Linked DNA regions of Mus musculus: region 1 is linked to region 2. A link is a contact called in public promoter capture Hi-C data. All regions are on one chromosome and are shown on one strand. The core of a region is the stretch at or near the end of the contact, and the rest is flanking DNA. Distances in the headings are between cores, read along the strand shown.

Region 1 (3,631 bases), core at 717-3,216, 280 kb after region 2:
ATCTGCGAGACTCTTCTATGTAATCACTGTACAGCCCCATTTTAAAATGTTCTATTATCTCTTGATCTGCATCTGATTCTAAAGTGTACATCTGCTGACATTTAGATACTCAATATCTGCTTTCTTTTGGTTAAGGACAATCTCTATAAGCAGATTACAACTTGACATTTGTATTCTTCCAAGATCAAGAATTCTGCAAATTCTATAATCTTAGGCCAAGAACAAAGATATAGGTGCTGACTTAAATCTAACAGAGGGCACTTTCTTCCAAAAGAACCATTACTGCCTCTTCACAGGAATTCATCCATTCTTTTTCTATTTCTTTAGACTAGTTGTGAATTCCATGCTGAAACCCAATGGTTCAGAAATGGAGTTAACTTTCATGAAACCATTTATTTTTATCCTTTTAATTGTTAAGATAGGAACTCAAAAAAGACAAATTCCCATTAATTTCAAGAAACAACAACAAAAAAAGGCATGACGTAGGAATGCCTTGGGAAAGAAATCTCTATAACAGACACAAGATAGCTTTAATCCTTTTAACCATCTGTTTTACCCAGTAGCACCATCCAAGTATTAACACATTGAGGATTAACTAGACCCAGAAGCCAGGCAGTGGTAGTGCATGCCTTTAACCCCAGCACTATTTAAGAGTTAGAAACTAGCCTGGGCCATGGGACCTTGTTTCAGCAAACAGGTTCCGGCTGGGCAATGGTGGCACACACCTTTAATCCCAGCACTCAGGAGGCATAGGCAGGCAGATCTCTTGAGTTTGAGGCCAGCCTGGTCTACAAAGTTGAATCCCAGGTCAGCCAGGGCTAGAGAAACGCTGTCCCAAACACACACACACACACACACACACAGACTTGTGTTCTATTATTCTTTTTTCTTCAAATAACACCTGTCTGAGCAACAATGAATGCTTTCAAATGGCTTATGTCTAGAGTAGAAGTATATGATTAGTAAAAAATAGGTACTGCCATATCACTAGTTGTATGGCAGCTTCAGCAGTATTTATTTTGGCAGAATAGCAGCTACACCATCCAGCTTTGGAACTTTAGAGGCAGAAATTCAAAGGTATGATTTAAAATTAGATGGTCTTTATGGCCACTATACTGCATTCTCCCAAAAGTCACATGCATTTAATGTTTACTTTCCCAGCATGCAACTCAACTGTTGGCATAAGCAGTGTAAGTTGCTGAGTAATTCCTATTCCACAGTGCTGTGGGCTGAACTGTGTACCCCTCATTCCAACTCACATTTGAAGTCTAACTCCCCACATCTCACACTGTATTTAGAGACAAGGCCTATAGTAGATAAAGCAAGGTGAGATGGTATGGTTGGGCTTAATTATGCCTGTTCTGTTGCTTTGAAACATCATCTCTGAGTGGAACCCAAGTGATCCTCCCTCCTGTCTCTACTTCTGCAGTGCTGGGACTACAGGCATGTGCCACTACACCAAGTTTGCTTGCCCTGTAAGATTAGGACAAACACAAGGGAAGAGAACCAAAGGGAGGCACACAAAGACCACAAGATCTACACAGCAAGACAGGTAGTATCAGAAGAAAAACTGCACATGAAGAGAAATGGTGTCAAATTCCCACTGAAGTTGAAAAACAACTTGAATTTTCAGGCCCTATAACTGCAAGGAATGAACTTTTTAAAGGGCTAGGTTTGCCAAACTATATAGTCAGCTTAAATTTTTTAGCAAAATGCTCCCAGCACACTGTCGTCTTTAAAAGATACCCAGTGTCTTTTAAGTTGGGCTTGGTAAAGAGGACATAAGCCCTGTCCATCCCATCCCCCTATCACTGTGGATGGACCTTCACAATCCTGCTGTTATCTGTGCTTGGGAATATAAAACCATAGCACTTACGTGTAGCAGGCAGTAAAGGTAAAGAGAACTGCAATCAACTGAAAACTGAAGCATGGTCTCTTAGTTGTCATGTTAAAACTGGCACAGCTCTTGGTGATAACCCTATGCCCTCTGCTGTACACATTTCAGTTAATCAACTGATCAAAGTTTCATTTGGTTATAGGGTTATCTTTTTCTTCTGCCCCTTTTTACTGAAATTGTTATTTAGTAACATTTAAGTGAATAATAGATCCTATGGGTAAGCTGTAGGTAATGAGCAGTGTTGTAAAATTTCCTTTTGTGCTAAAAATAAATGCCCACTTTCTAGAGATTTTGAGTAAAACAGACATGACTCTTCAGGACTCCTGAACTCCAGTGTTTGTCTGGAGTGAAGCAATATATGGCCAGCTAGCAACTGAACTCAAAAGGACTCCAACTCACTGAAGGTCATATCCTCCATGCCTCCCTGGATACAAAGGGGAAAGGAGGGGAGGAGCCTTGGAGTACACTGATTTATATGTGCAATGGAGGATGCCTGACAAAGCAGTATGTTTTAAAAACAGGGAAGTGCTTTTTTCATTAAAAATGAGAATTATACCTAAAGAATAGATGACTTTGGCTTTTCTTCTTTAAATGCCCGGCGTTTAAAGTTGTTAAAGTATCTACTATCCAGTGTGACAACTTGAGATGGATAGCCATGGGGAAAACAAAACAAAACAAAACAAATGACATCATTGGGATTACAGGTAAGACAAAAGGGAACCCAAAGTACAGACAAGAACACAGAAAAACCTTAAGAGAGTACAGATGCCATGACATTTATTAAAAGGCATGCTACAATGCTATATGTGTTAGGAAAAGAGGCTGAGATTCCAAGGAACAGTTATCAAATATACAAACCTAAGGGAAGCGGAATCAATATTGTAGTGTACAGAAGCTTGAATTAACCATGCACTACACAGTTAGAAAATACGTTTTTTAATATTTTCTCCTCTTTGCATTTATAACATAATTCACTTAGACAATCACAGAATCCTTTTCTTCCAATACCACAAACTGTATTACAAATGAAATCTGGTACTGCTGCTTATCAAAATATACAAGACAATCGCTGTTTTATATAAAACCACTTTATATGTTAACTTGTTCCCGAAAACCTTTTTTTTTTTTCTTTTTGGCCTGGTTTAAAAAATGTTGTTACAAATATTTACAGCATTTTCTTCTGTTAGATGAACATCCTTACAAACAGAAAAGGGAATTTTATGAACAGACCATGTAAAACATTAGACAATGTTCGAGGCGTCTAGCTGTGCTATTCCTTCCTCAAATACAGTTCTGAAAACAACCGTCCATCCTTCTGTCTCGCTCTGTTCATGGTCAACTCCCATTTTCTCTAAGTAGTCTATTCACCAATAGGAAAGGAAAAGTCAAGGCCGCTCTGCATGGGATCTTTTAGGAAAGAGCTCAGGGAAAATGCTTCACCTTTGAGTTAAAACCAGAACAAGCAGTCTTTGGTCAGAGCAATGAGGTGAAACTTCAGTGTAAAACTTGGTGTGGTCAGCAATCTTGGTGATTAGTACTTCCTGGATATGGGATGTGTTTTTAAAGATCTGGGTAACAATGAGTGGCAAGGAAAAAAACAAATAACAAAAGACAACCAAGAAACAAAAAAGACTAGAGGATGATAGTCTTAAAGACGCCAAAACAAAAACAAAACCAAAAACCTCCTACCTAAAATACCTGTTCTTACAAAGGACATACCAACAAACCTCTGCT
Region 2 (4,064 bases), core at 1,033-3,532:
ATCAATGTTGACATTATAAAGTATGTTGACTTTTTAGATTGGTGAATGAGAAATTTCTTTAAAGATGATATTTTCCTTGTGCTGGAGGGATGGCTCAACGGTTAAGGGCACTGGCTGATCTTCCAAACCTGTGCAAAGCAAGATCTACTTGGTACTCACAACCATCTGTAACTCTAGTTCTGGGGAAATCAGATGGGGGAATCAGACGCCCTCTTCTGTTCTCCATGGATACTGCATGTCCGTCCTACCAGGGTCTTTTTGAAAGATTAACAAGTGCTCTAATAGCTGAGCCAGCCATCTTTCCAGCCCCTAGAGCTCTGGTTGGAAAGCCAGGTTTGAGCAGACTAAATTTAACCAGATGAAGTGCAACAAAGTTGATCATTATTCACTTATACCCAGTTACACCAACTTTCTTTGTCCTTTCTGTGTTACCCACCATACTGCATGGAATCCTTTGCTGTAAAGGTCTAGGAAAGATTTGGAAAAAATGAAAAATGCTACAAAATGCTCAAATTGAGAAATTCATATCCTTGACCAAGTTCAAGGAAGTATTGAGAACACACAGCATTGTTTTGTATATGACTAGCAAACACATTTTAAGAAAAAGAAACCTGGCCTATTATTTTTATTTGTAAGATGTCACTGAGTGTGAGATGCATTTCCATTTTGGATTCTTGAAAATAATGGATTATTGAAAATGTGTTAAGAATGCTTTAAAAGTGGGCCTTAGAATTGATTAATCACAATCGTGGCATTTAAAACCCTGTGCTATTATTTCTATGTATGGATTCCATCCTGCTGTAACTCTATTAACCAGTAACTCTCAACAACTGGAAATTAATTTCGAAGCATGGTTCTTTCCCACTGATTTTTCACCAGTAGAACAAAGGACACTGCAAACCTTAAGGATTTTTTTTTTTTCCTTTTTCTTTTTTCGAGACAGAGTTTCTCTGTGTAGCCCTGGCTGTCCTGGAACTCTGTAGACCAGGCTGGCCTCGAACTCAGAAATCTGCCTGTCTCTGCTTCCCAAGTGCTGGGATTAAAGGTGTATGTCACCACTGCCCGTCATTTTTGGATTATTTTTTAAAAGTAACTTGAATAATAAACAGTTTAAACACAGAACAATTGTAAACAATATAGATGTATCCAGGCTGAAGAAACAAATGGAAACATTTACTACTAGCTTCTCCCAGTTGCGACTTAAAGTTAGAATACTCTTGTTTTTCCACCACAGGGATTCATTGAATTTGCCCAGCCTGGCCTGGAACCTGTGTGTTCAAGTTCAGGTAATTCTCCTGCTTCAGTCCCAGAAGTAACTGGGCTACATACAGGCTTCTCACACAGCCTAGCCTTCATTTCCCCATTTTCAGTATCGTGCACATGCATAATTAAACGTTTTAGTAATAGCAACATTTAACAGCTTTTTAAAAATGGAGTAACGTAATTTAACCCAGTATGACTAAAATCTATCATCCCAGCAAATAATACAAGATTTATGAATGAGATGGTTTGTCAGCGGTGTACTGGCAACACTTAACAGCCTAGCACTGCTCGAACTAGCTACATTTCCATAACTCTCTTGGCTACATCTTAGCCAAATTACACTCAGCTGCCCTAGAGAACGCACAATCTTGCGCGAATTCAGCATCAAGCGATTCTTCCAATTCTGAGTTTGGGGATTCCTTAAATAACACAGTCTCTTGGCTCCTCCGGATTTGGCCAAGATAAAGTGTAGAGGCGGCGCGTGCTGCTTAGAGACAGTGCAGGGGGGGGGGGGACCGCGGGCGCGGGCGGCGGCAGCGGTTGGTAGCTGCCGGGCGGCGAGCACGCGGGGGCAGCTCCACCCGTGGGCGCGCGGGCCGGCACCGAGGCGCGAGGGCGCCGCCCCGGGGGCGGGGGCACGGGCACCGGGCTCCAGAGGGCGGGGCAGGGCGGACCGCATCGTGCCGGGATTCGGACGCCGGCAGAGAGCACGGACCAGAACGCAGAGCCGCGGCGAGCGAAAGGGACGACGGCGACGGCGGCGGCGGCGGCGGCGGCGGCGGCGGCGGCAGCGGCAGCCCAAGGGTCTGGACCACGGGAGCCCGAGCGCGCGGCAACGGCCGCCTAGAGCGCGCAGCGCGGTCAGCCTGCGCTCGCAGCACACCAGCGCGCGCACGCTAAGGGGTGCGCGGTGCCGAGCGCGCGCCGAGTGGCCGGGGGCGCGCAGGCCCTGCCCGCCCCTTCCGTCCTCACGCCCGCCGCCCCGCCGGCCCTTCCTCTCCCACCTTCCACTCGCGGCCCGCGCCCCGCACCCGGCGGCCCCCGCGTCCTCCTCCCGCGGCAGCGCTGTCCGCGGCGGCCGGAGCGGGCCGGGCCGGGCCAGCGGGCCGGGGGATGGCGCTGCTGGACCTGGCCCAGGAGGGAATGGCCTTGTTCGGCTTCGTGCTCTTCGTGGTGCTGTGGCTGATGCATTTCATGTCCATCATCTACACGTGAGTTGGAGGGTCGGGGCCTCGGGGACGAGCTGGACTGGCAGGCGTGTGTGCGGTGGAGGGTAGCGTTTTGCGGGGATAGAGAAAGCTGATCCCCAAACGGCCCCCTAAATCGGTCTCCTTGGGGCGGTGCGACGCGGGGTCCTGGAAAGGGAATCGCGCTGGAGTCGCGACCCGACTCCTGGGTTGCAGGCGACTACCGAGCTCTAGGAGAGGAGCCTGCTTCTCTGTCTGGTGGAGGGTTGTCTACTTGGTTTGATTGTGTAGGAGATTCGTGTGATTTTTCTTCCCATCTGGGCGAGGATGTATGGTGTATTGTGAGGTTTTCCGCTCCCTCCGCGCCGGCCACGTCTCTATTATGGAGATGGTCCTTTACACTCTTCCGGGAGCTGATCACCACCACCCCAGGCTTCCCAGTGGATTACCTCCTTCCTAGAAGAGCTATGTGTTTAGCTAGGTGTGTAGCACCTGCCCGCCTTGAAGAAGGTCCGTCTCCGAGCCAGTGTTATAAAGCATCGAGTCCTGTCAGCGTGGCATTTCAGTATCATGTCTTTATTTATCTTTTTTCCAAGTCTTTATGTATTGGCTTGTTTGGAGTTACATCCTTAATCTGTTTTCCACACACATCTCTTCATTTGGCAGGTACCTCCTAAGGCCTACTAGATACCACCTGGAGTTGGGCTGGGGACATAGGTGAGAAAGCAGGACAAAACTCCTGCCCTCATGAAGCTTACATTCTAGAAGGATGAAACATGATAAAAATCTAAATAAGGTTATTCCCTATAAAGCTCATGACTAAAACAGAACAGAGTGAAGGGGCGGAGAGAGACATGACATAGGTGGCTGAGTTTTGATCCATCAATGAAATGTCTTTAAAATGAAGCCTGTTTAAATGTGTAGAGATGAACTCACTTGGCATTTTAGCCTGAAAGAGGAGGGAGGAAATTTATTTTTATTTATTTATTTATTTATTTTAAACTACCAGATAGGGATAGGCTAGAATAGGCTGTATGTTAATGAAAAACAGGGAAGGACGTTAGGCAGTTACTTTTTTTTTCCACTATAGAAAACATGTGCTTTTCTCCGATTGGTGTGCCATTTCCTGACGCCGAGAAAGACAACACCTGTATAAGATAAGCAGACAGGGTTTTGTGGGGTTTTTTTTGAAAGTGAAAGAAAACATACCCCGTTTGGAATTTAGAAATGTAAGCAGTATTCATTTTAACTACATGGGCTCTTTAAAAAGCAATAGTTATTTTATCAGGAATTTAGACAGTACAGAAAGGAATAAAGAAGATAGTTATAACATACTAAAACGTTACCTTGTTAACCATTTTTGCCTACCTTCCCAATTAGGTATATATATATCAGGCAGAAGAGGAGAGAGGAGATTGTACCATGTCATGACTGTTGTTCCATGGCCTGCTTTAAAATCTCCCCTACTGACTAAATGGTGTTTGATAAGCAGTACAGGGCACTGTTCTAGGTGCTAGAAGTTAAGCATGAAGAACCAAACACCCCAAGGCTGTTGCTTGTCGGGAGCTGCCTGCAAAGCAACCTGACTATTGTTTTTCTCCTATCAACAAATGT

The links. Promoter capture Hi-C pulls out the DNA fragments that hold promoters and counts their contacts.
Region 1: a promoter capture Hi-C map of liver shows a contact between it and region 2, with 2.6 times the contacts expected there. The contact joins the enhancer-like site here to the promoter of Ugcg in region 2. A contact is called at or near these places in 5 of 39 promoter capture datasets (the C10 cell line, hematopoietic stem and progenitor cells, liver and 1 more), 1 of 115 datasets of contacts at active chromatin or transcription factors (bone marrow-derived macrophages) and 2 of 9 other capture datasets (adipose tissue and liver).

What each region holds. Positions count from the first base shown.
Region 1 is chr4:59,469,220-59,472,850 of GRCm38.p6, forward strand. Ptbp3 (polypyrimidine tract binding protein 3) reads right to left here. Exons shown (of 14, transcript NM_178164.3): 14 at 2,649-3,631. Among named protein-coding and RNA genes, the nearest start is that of Susd1, 32 kb to the left of the region's middle. Within about 2 kb of position 1,967, at least 2 of the 459 cell types and tissues checked have an H3K27ac peak or open chromatin away from gene starts, as enhancers often do. A contact at or near this core is called in liver, where this site is marked.
Region 2 is chr4:59,187,268-59,191,331 of GRCm38.p6, forward strand. Ugcg (UDP-glucose ceramide glucosyltransferase) reads left to right here and starts at 2,283. Exons shown (of 9, transcript NM_011673.3): 1 at 2,283-2,474. The coding sequence starts at 2,377.